2 separate regions of the Anas platyrhynchos genome follow, and region 2 is linked to region 1. The links are chromatin contacts, called in public Hi-C maps. All regions are on one chromosome and are shown on one strand. Each heading gives the region's core, a stretch centred on a gene start, on an enhancer-like site or on the middle of the called end of the contact. The rest is flanking DNA. Distances are from core to core; before and after follow the strand shown.

Region 1 (5,128 bases), core at 2,030-4,529:
AGCTTCTCTGTCCAGACAATGATTGGAGAGAACAACAGGCAAAGATACACAGCAAGCTCTGAAAATAGGGTTCAGTGTCATTTAAGAAAAAAATAATGTCTTAATGATCTTAATCTGTCAGGTCTAAAGAGGTTTTAATCCATTTTCTGGAAATTGAAGGTACTTTTCTTCATTATCTTTGGGAGTCAAGTAAGAGAGTGCTTTCCTGCCTCCCTCTGCAGTGTGTTAAGGAGTACGATGTTACCATTCTTCCTAGATGAAGTCTTTTATTCCTGCAACGGGATACATCTATTACTTCAATCCTATTTAAGAACCAATATCTTACTCTTCATGAAATCATTTTTGTATTTTAATGTTTTCATTTCTGCTTGTGGTACCATCATAACACTGTCTAAATCACTTCAAAATACTTTATAAACATTAATTAAAATATATTTTTTCTGTAGTAACAGCAAAACAAAACAAAACAAACAAACAAAAACACAACAGAGTTTATTGTCCATTATTTCTAGCTTCATTAGCCAGTTTGTGAATAAGCCATGTTATGCTTATTCACAAATAAGCTACCTAAGCTGGTTCTGCGCTTCCCAGCTCGGCTGTGCAGGACTTATCTGCTAGCACCCAACTCTTACGGAAAGGACCGTGTTTCTTCCAGAGCTAACTAAGGCCCAGAAGTACTTGGGTTATCCATATTTTCCAATTCCCCCCAGCCTCCCTTCCCCTAATAACGGAGAGTTGGTTATATATTGATTTCACAGAGGATTACATTTAGGGTGTTACAGTCACAGGGGATTAAATTGCAGGTTGCAGAGAAACAGCCAGGTTCAGGCACGAACCAAAGAAAGGTCTTACTTAGACTAATGGGCACATTGACTTGATATAATCTTTTATTCTTAGACGTGTTTCCTTGCTACTGTCTAACCCTACAGTTAATCAAGCTCTTAAGGCAATGAAGTTACAGCTATTTTTGTTATTTGACGCTGAACTATTTGGGGACAGCGTATCCTGTGTGTGCCTGGCTCCATCAATTTTCTACTTTATGGCCCCTTTCTCTTTCCTACCCACGCCTTTGTTAATCTACCCTCCTAAAAAATAAATAGTCTGACTGTGAGTTCATGTACACCAGAGTGCTGCTTCTGATTTATAGCAATGCAAGTTAGAGCAGCAGTTGGATCAGGAGATCAGTTTTAGCGTGCAGAGTGCTGTGTCCGAAAAACCAAAAAAGGCATTGTAAAAGGTGGCTTTTGTTTTAATCGTGTGCGAGGACACAGTAATTGTCTTTATCTCAGCCCAAATTAATAGCTAGCAATGTTTTTTATTTTTTTATAAGTGCTTATTAACATATTTGACAAAATCAGCAGTTTTAATCTCAAATCACAGATATTTATTTTCATTAATTAGCAGCAAGGTGAAAGCCAGTCCATTGCCACAGTCACCACTTGTTGACAGTTTTGCTAGTACGGAAAGGACCTCTAGCTGAGGGTAAAAACCTACTGATATGTTTTCTCCACATGCATAATTAACTGTGGTGCATATTAGGAAAATATGAAGCACTTGTGCAGCATTTTGTACTTGTTCAATTCTATGATTCATTTATACTGTCCAGCGACTGTTCTCCCTCTCTCTTACGCCAGTGCTATCAAAATACTGCAAGGCTTGGACAGAAACCGTGCTGATTTCTTGCATGAAAGATCCTGTTAGCCTTAGTAAGTCCCTGCTTGCTCTCAGACAGTAACACACCCACTCATTTATTTGCAATTAAGACAACGAGGTAATGCCCTGCATGTCCGAGGGAGCCTCGTGCAGCTGTGTTCAGGTAAGTAGGGACCAGGTGGAGACAAGGGGAAAGTGCTCCTGCCAAACCAGCTTGTGCCAAACAAAACACCACGGTGTGACAGTAAAAAAGCTTGACAAAGAGCAGAGATGTAGGAATGAGGACTGTGACTTTAAAGAGTGACTGGAGCAAAACTTTGCAAAGTTTCCAGACCCAACACTCTGAGTGCCAAGCTCTTCACTGGATGCATTGAATGCAGGAATAGCAGTGCTAGTAAAACACACTTGATCCATTTTTACAAGTGATGTAATATATAACTGTCTGTGCGAAGTAACACGTTCTTGTGACTATCCACCTTCTAATCCACGGCCGTGCATTGGTGTCATAGCTGTGCTCTTGCTGCCCTCCGAGCCATGAGTCACCATCTTTCACTTCCTCAAATAATTACAGGCAGCAGAAGGAGCTGTCGCTGGGGCTCTTCAGGGCTTTCTCTGCTGCTCTGGCAAGAAGGGAATTCCACGCCTTGCCTCACCTGCCTGCAGGACCGTACCTGTCTTTTGCTGGAAGATCTGCTGGTTACACCGTGCTGACCATCCCTCGGCCCTAGCTGAACCCGAAAACAAGTGACATTACAAAACTACTCAGAACGCATTTGTCGGAGCATTGTGTGAGCAAATCCATGTGTATACACATGTGCTGATCGCCGCTTCTCTTTAGTAGGTTCATTGGGTGTTGTGTTACTCCTAAATAATGAAACTGGTGAAATATGGCCTTGTTCTCTGCTGCCTTGCACCTGGCTAGTGCTTCCCATCCGTGAACTAAGGGCAAAGTACGTGTTGAATGCGAAGAACTGTAAATTTTCCAGTCCCTGGTGGCAATATTTTGTGCCCATTTACAAGGCAGCGTGCTCCTAAGTGACTCCACCAGGTGCAGGGGGGAGGAGGGCCCGACCTCCCCGCTCCTGTCTTTCCCCTCAATTCAGATTAAATTTTCCCCAAATCCCGGACATTTCTGCTTTCCCCTAGTGGGTGTCTGCCGGGGGCAGGGTGCCCGGCACCCGGAGGCGATGCAAGAGGAGGTGTCAGGGTGCTCAGCCTGAGCAGGACAAGGAGACCCGGAGGGACACGTCCAGCCCCAGCCGATACCAGCACCGCAATTTCTGCCCCGTTTCGGCTGCGGGGCTGGGGCACAGCCTCCCCTCCGGCCCCACGCCGGCTGACACAGCCCATGTCGGGGAGGCGGCTGATGGCATTGCTGTCAGAGGTGCTATCCCCGGGGGATTACTCGCGACGTGCACACTTTTCCCCCCCCGGTTTGGGAAGGGGAGCGAAGCGGTGCAGGAAAACCCCCACCGGGGCGTGTTAAATCCCCCGGGGCGCTCTGCCTTTGGGTCCCCGGCAGGTGCCGGAGGAACACACAGCCGGACAGACAGACAGACAGAGGAGGCGGCAGGGGCCGGGCTCAGGTGGGGCGGGGGGGGCCGGGCCGAGCCGGGCCAGGGGAGGGGGCGCCGCCGCCCGCCCCCAGCCCCGCCAGCAGCACCGAGGCCCCGCACGGCGCCGCAGGGCGGGCACAGCCGCAGGGGGCTCCCGGCTCTCCTCCTCCTCTTCCTCCTCCTCCTCCTCCTCTTGCAGCCCGGCGGGGGGAGCGCGGCCGCCTCCGGGCCCCCCGTCCTTGCCTCCCGGGCGCCCCCCCCGCCGCATGGTCCCCGCCGCTGCCATGAGCCAGGCCCCGGCCCCCCGCGGCGCCGCCCGGCCGGGGAGCGATGCCCGCAGCGATGCCCGCAGCTCGGCCCCCGGCCGGGGCCCCGGCAGAGGGATGCCGCCGCCGCCCAGCCTGCCCCAGCTCCTGCACAAGTAAGAAGCCGGGGAGGGGACGGGAGGGCAGGGCGGGCACGGGGCGCTCTCCTTCCCTCCCTCCCTCTTTTCCTCCCTCCCTCCTTTTTGCCTCCCCCCCCCCCCCCTCCCCACCTCCCCGCTCCGTTCCCAGACTGACAGCCGCCCGGACGGGGGTCGGCCCGGCCCCGCTGCCGCCAGCTTCAGCCCCCCCGGCCCGGCTCGGCAATGGGATGGCAGCGCCCTGGGGTGTCCCCCCCCTAAGGGCCCGGAGCCGGCCCCGCTCTCACGGCGGCGCCCGGCGTCCCCAAAGCCGCTGTGGGTCCCGGGGGGATCGGGAGCGCGCTCGGGGGCGTTTCCTTCGCCCCCCGAGGGTCCCTGGGGGGCCAGGAGGGTGTCTCCGTGCCGCACCTCTGCCCGGCTGTCCCCAAACCCACGCTCTCAGAGGGCACGGCACCGGCGGCATCCCGCTGCTCCCTCCGGAGGGGGACGGAAAATAAAAGGACTTTTTTTTTTTTAGGGAGGGGGGAGCCGTGCTTTTTGGGGCAAAGGAGAACCGGGAGGCGAACCTTGGCAAGCACAAGTGGCGGCACGACCCGAGCTGTGCCGGCCCCGGGCAGCCCCGCGCCCCGTTTGCCCCTAACCCTAAATCCTCGGGGAAGGCTCCCAGTAGAGCGGGAGGGCTGCGAGGGGGCACCGGGAGACCGGGATCGCCTCCTCGGCCGGCCTGGCAGCAAAAGCAGCCACGGAGGGCTTGGAGGGAGAGCTTTCGGCCCCGTCCCCAAGGATTTGCCCAGCACACGGCCGTATAAATAGCGGTGCGCACAGCTTCAGCTTTGCGGCGAGCTGATTGTAAGTCGGGAGCTGCGGTATCGTTTGTAAACACGTAGGAAACCGCTGGTAAATTCTCCTTGCAGGGTGGCCTTTACGCTTCTCGGAGCTTAGTTTTATTTTTTGTTTTCCGGGGGGATGTTTTTCAGGCAAGTTTTGAAACTTAATCTGTTAACAATCCTTCCTGTTATCCGTGTTTTTACTCCTGTTTGGAAACACAGACTTGGAAGTTCACGCTGAAACTGAAACAGTAATGGTGGCTTCCTAATTCAGCTGGGTAGCTGAAGAGCCGCCTGTGAGTTGTAGTGCAACCAGAAGGTAACTTGTGCTTGTGCAAAATCGGCCTGAAAGCTTGAACTGTGCTCTCCAGTGTCGGCCCTCGTTATTTAATGTTTCTCAAGACTTCACATGGGTGCAGGTCAGGTGAATCTGTCAGGACTGCCTCACGATTAATTTTCTCCTGTGGTGCACGATATCTGCGAAGGCATCCATCCCATTTTCACCCGTCCCGCCTACTGCCTAATTCTAGGTAGGGGAGCTTGAAACTGGTTTCTTATTGAGATTATCTTCAGGGAAAAGATTGGAGAGGGGTCCTGTGTCCTGACTGCGCTCTGTCGTGGTGATGTGGCACAGAATGGCACACGTTGAGCGTCTCCATCTAAGGTCCTGCAACTTGATCGCGCTGTTT
Region 2 (5,076 bases), core at 393-2,892, 48 kb after region 1:
CCTTTGTAATAAATACTTCATTTATTCAATTCATCATTCCTGAGAGTTGGATCCAAAAGTACGGTAAGATTCTTGTCCTCCTAGTAGTTTCAAAAATCATGGAAAGTGGGAATAAATCCAAGCCATTGAAAAAGTGCTAACCACTGAAAAATGGTGACTGGGATAGTCCGTGTAATTGTAGTGCAGTTAGTTTGATGCCAACATGGGACAAAATAACAAGAATTTTTTAGATGAACGTCATTGATAAAGACTAAAACAAACAAACAAGCTCCAAAGGTAGAAATATAGTTATTTAAGTCAGCATAATCTTCCGTTAAAAAGAATTTTGCTGAATGTTTTTTTCTTTGAGATTTTAGTTTTGTTTGATAAAGGTCAGTAGATAGATCATAAGCTTTAATTTTTGCAAGGTATTTTGCTTCATAACTCCTGGTCTTTTGATTTTTAGGAAAAAAAAATAGCATGTATCGTTAGAGTGATATTTAAATTGCTGGGTTAAAAAAAGTCTGAAAGCTGTAGGGAATTTCCTTCAATAGGGATCTTTTTTGGCGGGATACCAGAGATTTGGAAACAGTCTTATTCAGCATTTTCACAAAGTTTAAAGTTGCTGTTCACTAGTGCCCTAAAGAATGCTATCATTTTAAGTAACAATAGCACTGCAAGTTCTGTTCGTGTAGCAAGTTGGATCCCTGTTAGCATGAAACATTATAATGCCAAATCTGTAATAGGAAGTTCGGAAGTGGATATTTAAGTTGGAACGCAATTCCACATTAATAGTAAAGGTAATTAGCCACTGCGACAAACCAAAAGGAGACAACCCAAGTAATTCTTTGCCTCTTGCCTAGCTGTGGCACACAGGGCGACCTAGTGGCTCTTCCCAGCCTTAAACTTCACAAAACCATGGTGGTTTTTTTTTTTGTTTGTTTGTTTTGTCTTTTTGTGTAGTACCAGAGGAGGAGAGGAGTAGAAAAGGCAAATGAGGTAGATGAGGTAGAGGGTCAGGGCTGAACCAAAGCTTGCTAGGGGAATGAAAAGCTTGAATAAGTATTTTCCAGGGTGAGACAGGAAACTTAAATTGCGTTATCCATTGGGAAGGCAGTGAAAAAGTGAGAATGGGAGAAGCAGCAAAAAGCGGTGTAAATCTCTCAGAACCCTCAACTGCTTTCCTCCATCCCCTATTTTGATTTCCAGCTCATGAGCAAAGATTTTCTATGAAATCCCATTTCTCTTCCTTTTAAAGTCATTGGAACAGCCCAATGACCAGCAGCCAGAGCTGCAGAATGCCTCTTCATGCCACGCCATAGGTCCTGTTGTGTTGCCAATACCTGTGTCAGAATTAAATCCTAGACAGGTTGGGGATGGCACGGATTTGACTGTCTTGCTAAAGCAAAGCAAGCATTGGGTGAGGAATGCTGAGATATTTGACAGTTCAGGTATGTCGGCTTCCAGACTCTCAGACAGAAGCTAACTTGCAGTGATTTGTTGTTGCCAAAAATAGAATCATCCACAGACCAGCAAGCTGCTCCTGATGGGGTGTAATTAGAAAGGTCACAAGTCTGTGAGCTTGTCTGGATCATGTGTGTTCGCTGCCTCAGTATCGGAGACTTGTCTATAATTTCCTCTCTGGGTGAAGATCTTTAGGTTCTGTAAGGACATTTGTATTGAACAAGTGGACATCACATAAATACTGTATACAACTCAGCTGTCATATGTTGACTTTGATATTGAGGAGGCTTATAACTTAATGGAGTGTGAAGAGATGCTTATCTAGCTCATTTTGCTCATGCTGGAAGATTAGCTCCTCTATACTGAGCGTGCATACATGTCACCGCTAGGATTCTTGCTTTCTTTTCCTGAACACTTTATCCTACAATAAGAGTGGAGCAAATGCTGCTCAGGAGTAAGTGTGTAAATATAATACCATACTACAGGACTGCACTGACTTGGGACAAGGCCTGAATTCACCACAGAATTTCAGTGCTGCTTATACTGGAAGCAACAGAAGTGGTTATTTGATTTATACCACTGACTTAAACCCATGATTAGCCCACTGAACATTAAAACACGTTTCATTGCCCTGGGAGAATTAGTGGGTAAGCAAATAGCCACAGGGTCTTCTATTAAAGCGTATCACAGTTTTTTTTATTTGGCAAGTTTTTAGCTCTGATCATGGTTGGTAGTGCAGCTTGGAAGATATTGGAATATCTTGTGAAGGGGGAGGGTTATAAAAATTCAGCAATGAAATCTTAAATATGTGAGTCTAATTGGGTTTTAATTTCAATTTTTGTGAAGGGGACTATATGTTCATAAGCTATTAAATATCAGATCGCAGTCAGCAAGGTTTCTCTTTACTTCAACTAAAGCAAGTTATGCTGGGCTGAGCAGGAGCCTTGGGCTGAAATTGTCGCAGTGGTATGGAGGAGTTTGAGCTTTTGGCAAGGACGTAGATGTGAAGCAGCGTGAAACCGGTGGGCTTGGCCCAGGGAATGAGAGGTGAAGTGTTTGCTATTGGTCAGCCAAACAGGTAAGGTGGAATTCAGACCTCCGAGACCTTTCACAGGTCCAACCTGGATGCTCTTGTTCAGCTTCTTGAAAACTTTAAAATCTTTGGCACTCACCCCCTTCTAAATAAGGACATAACTTGTAGGCTTCAAGCAAGCTCTTCTTCCTTGTGACAATGCTATGAGCATCTAAAGGAAGAGAAGAACGTATAGGTTTCTAACAGGGTGGCAATGGGTGGCTTAAGTCATAAATTGAGCAGTTGTAGGCAGTGAAGGTGCAAATGCACCTGAGAACATCACAGTTTTACAAAGTCTTGCCCCTCAAAATGGGTGAAGCTGTTGTAGGTTACCAGTGCTATGTTGTCCACAACTACACCACATGTTCTACACATAAGCATCATTTTGAGAGTACAGTCATCTTAATGTAGTTTGCATATGTGTCTCTTACTCTGCATGTTGTATCTGTGTTTTATATTTATGTAAAGGCACCTATGTAAATGTGTATATTTCATTGTGGGTGCTTTTTTTTTTTTTTTTTTTTTTTTTCCCATTTCTGCTCTACCTCTGCAGCTTCGTAGAATACTTGTCCTAATTTCAGTTGCTCATTTTTGTGAAAAATAATAAGGAAAAGAAAATCTCTTAAAATAACAAGCAGTATTTAAAACTTTTATTCTGGGTAGAACATTTCACTTTATCAGTACGCATACTCTTGATATCAACTTTAAGTGGGCTCAGCTCTTTCACCGCTCCAAAGATAGACTTCTTGTTATGGGACCTTCTGCAGTTGCCCTTGCTGACATCAGGTGGGTTGTCAAAATGTATGGCTTTTCTCTGTCTCTAATAATTCTTTCCTAAACTTTTTTTTTTTTTTTCTGGGTTCAAGCAAATTATGCCAGCTATTATACTGCATCCAGCCCATCTGCATGGCAGCTACCATTTTGCTGTTAAGAGATACCTTTTCCTTTCTCTTCTGTTTCTGCAGTTAATTGATGGTAGAAGTTCCTGTTGGGCCTTTTGAAAAGTAGAAAAGGTCAGATGTGTGTGCAGAATACTTCAAAATTTTAAGGAAAAACAACAACAACAACAAAAATGAGTCTATGACATTGTTCAGTTGAAGAGATGTATTGTTCGTAAGCATTTCCCTCACTGCAGTGCAAGTCCCACGCATTACAGGGGGCACAAGGGCAGCACTGTTTGCTAGTCATGGCACAAATCACTGTCCTGAAACATTCAGCACCCTGGAGCAATGCAGAGGCAATTGTAGGATTGCAGGCAAATTGCTCCTTGCAAGCAATTCAACTGCTGCTCATGAGAAACAGAACTGCAGTAGCAGTTTGACTTTTATATAAATGAAGCATGGTCAAAAGACATTTCTGGTCAGGCTTTGAGTCCTGAAGATTTCACACTTCCACGCTGCACTGTGCGGATGCCAAAATACTGATCTTGAATGCTAGCACGAAATTCCCGGAGGGCTGGTGCTCAAGTGCTGGATGGAAGTTATGAGAGTTGTACAGATGGTCGCAAGGTGGTTTTTAAGTCGCTTTTTGGAGTGTGAGAGCTGGCAGCAAAATTATTTTGGAATGCTGTCTGGAAGAAAGATGTGACATAAAACAGATTTCTCTTTGCTGTTACAAGTTAGTACAATATTAATCTAATTTAATTAGTATTATATAAAAAGAGATTGTTTTGTGCTTCCTCATTTCTTTTTATGAGCCTCTGGAACACCACAAGGCATAACAGTGTGTTTAGAGATGAGCTTCATTCATACGCTTCATAGCGAAGAGAAGGCACTTACGGGACTGACTGCCTCGCTGCTGTGAACGGTACAATTTCACTGAAATTATGGCCGCTTAAATGTTGTTAAATGTGATCAAAATGCTGGTCTGGCAAACCTTTGTTCACCTTGGGCCTGATCCAAAGACCAGTCAGGGAACTGGAAACACTTCTTCCAGTCAGTGTTCTGGATCAAACCCTTTATGAAAATAATTTTCTTATCTCAATTGTTATGGCTTCACGTGGCCTCTAAACGGCTGGGAGCTGATATCCGTAGATGAAACATGATTTAGCAACGTACCCCACAAGAACGGGGATGTGGAACATTTTAAAGTTTTCTTAATGCTTAAATAATGATCATTTAAGAGCTCAAGTAAGTGAGATTCAGAGCCTTGCAAGGGCTCGGCATCAGGAGCATTTTCTGTGGAAGAAAATCTAAATCGAGATTTATGTCCCAAGGTGTTGTCCAAATCATGTGCTGTAGCTTGCTTCTCTTTCTGGTAATACTCTTTGACACACTGTCAGCAACACGGAGTATGTTTTTCCCTTCCTCACCCTCTATGTGTCAACACATTTACAGATGTGATTAAGAATTCTCTGTTTTAAGTTTCATACATTTTTGGATTATATTACACTGAAATAAGCCAGTCTTCATCTGATAGTGCTAAGCTGCACGTACATCCCATTGCTTTTTCTTAATAAAAGAGCTTTGAGAATGAGCCATGTGTGAAATAATAATGCCATACGTGTGCATATACCTATGGAAAAGGTTGATGAGAAAGCTGAAGATGAGTGTAGCTGAGCT

Evidence for each region. A called contact is a pair of places that touch in the nucleus more often than the background predicts.
Region 2: a Hi-C map of small yellow follicle shows a contact between it and region 1, with 3 times the contacts expected there. The contact joins the enhancer-like site here to the promoter of RBM20 in region 1. A contact is called at or near these places in 2 of 8 Hi-C or Micro-C datasets (skeletal muscle and small yellow follicle).

Annotation. Positions count from the first base shown.
Region 1 is chr6:31,049,041-31,054,168 of IASCAAS_PekinDuck_T2T, forward strand. RBM20 (RNA binding motif protein 20) reads left to right here and starts at 3,280. Exons shown (of 14, transcript XM_038181342.2): 1 at 3,280-3,630. The coding sequence starts at 3,476. LOC110351791 (a long non-coding RNA gene) reads right to left here and starts at 784. Exons shown (of 3, transcript XR_011810115.1): 1 at 568-784; 2 at 1-58.
Region 2 is chr6:31,098,774-31,103,849 of IASCAAS_PekinDuck_T2T, forward strand. All of the region lies in intron 1 of RBM20 (RNA binding motif protein 20), which reads left to right. Among named protein-coding and RNA genes, the nearest start is that of RBM20, 49 kb to the left of the region's middle. Within about 2 kb of position 1,643, at least 1 of the 8 cell types and tissues checked has an H3K27ac peak or open chromatin away from gene starts, as enhancers often do.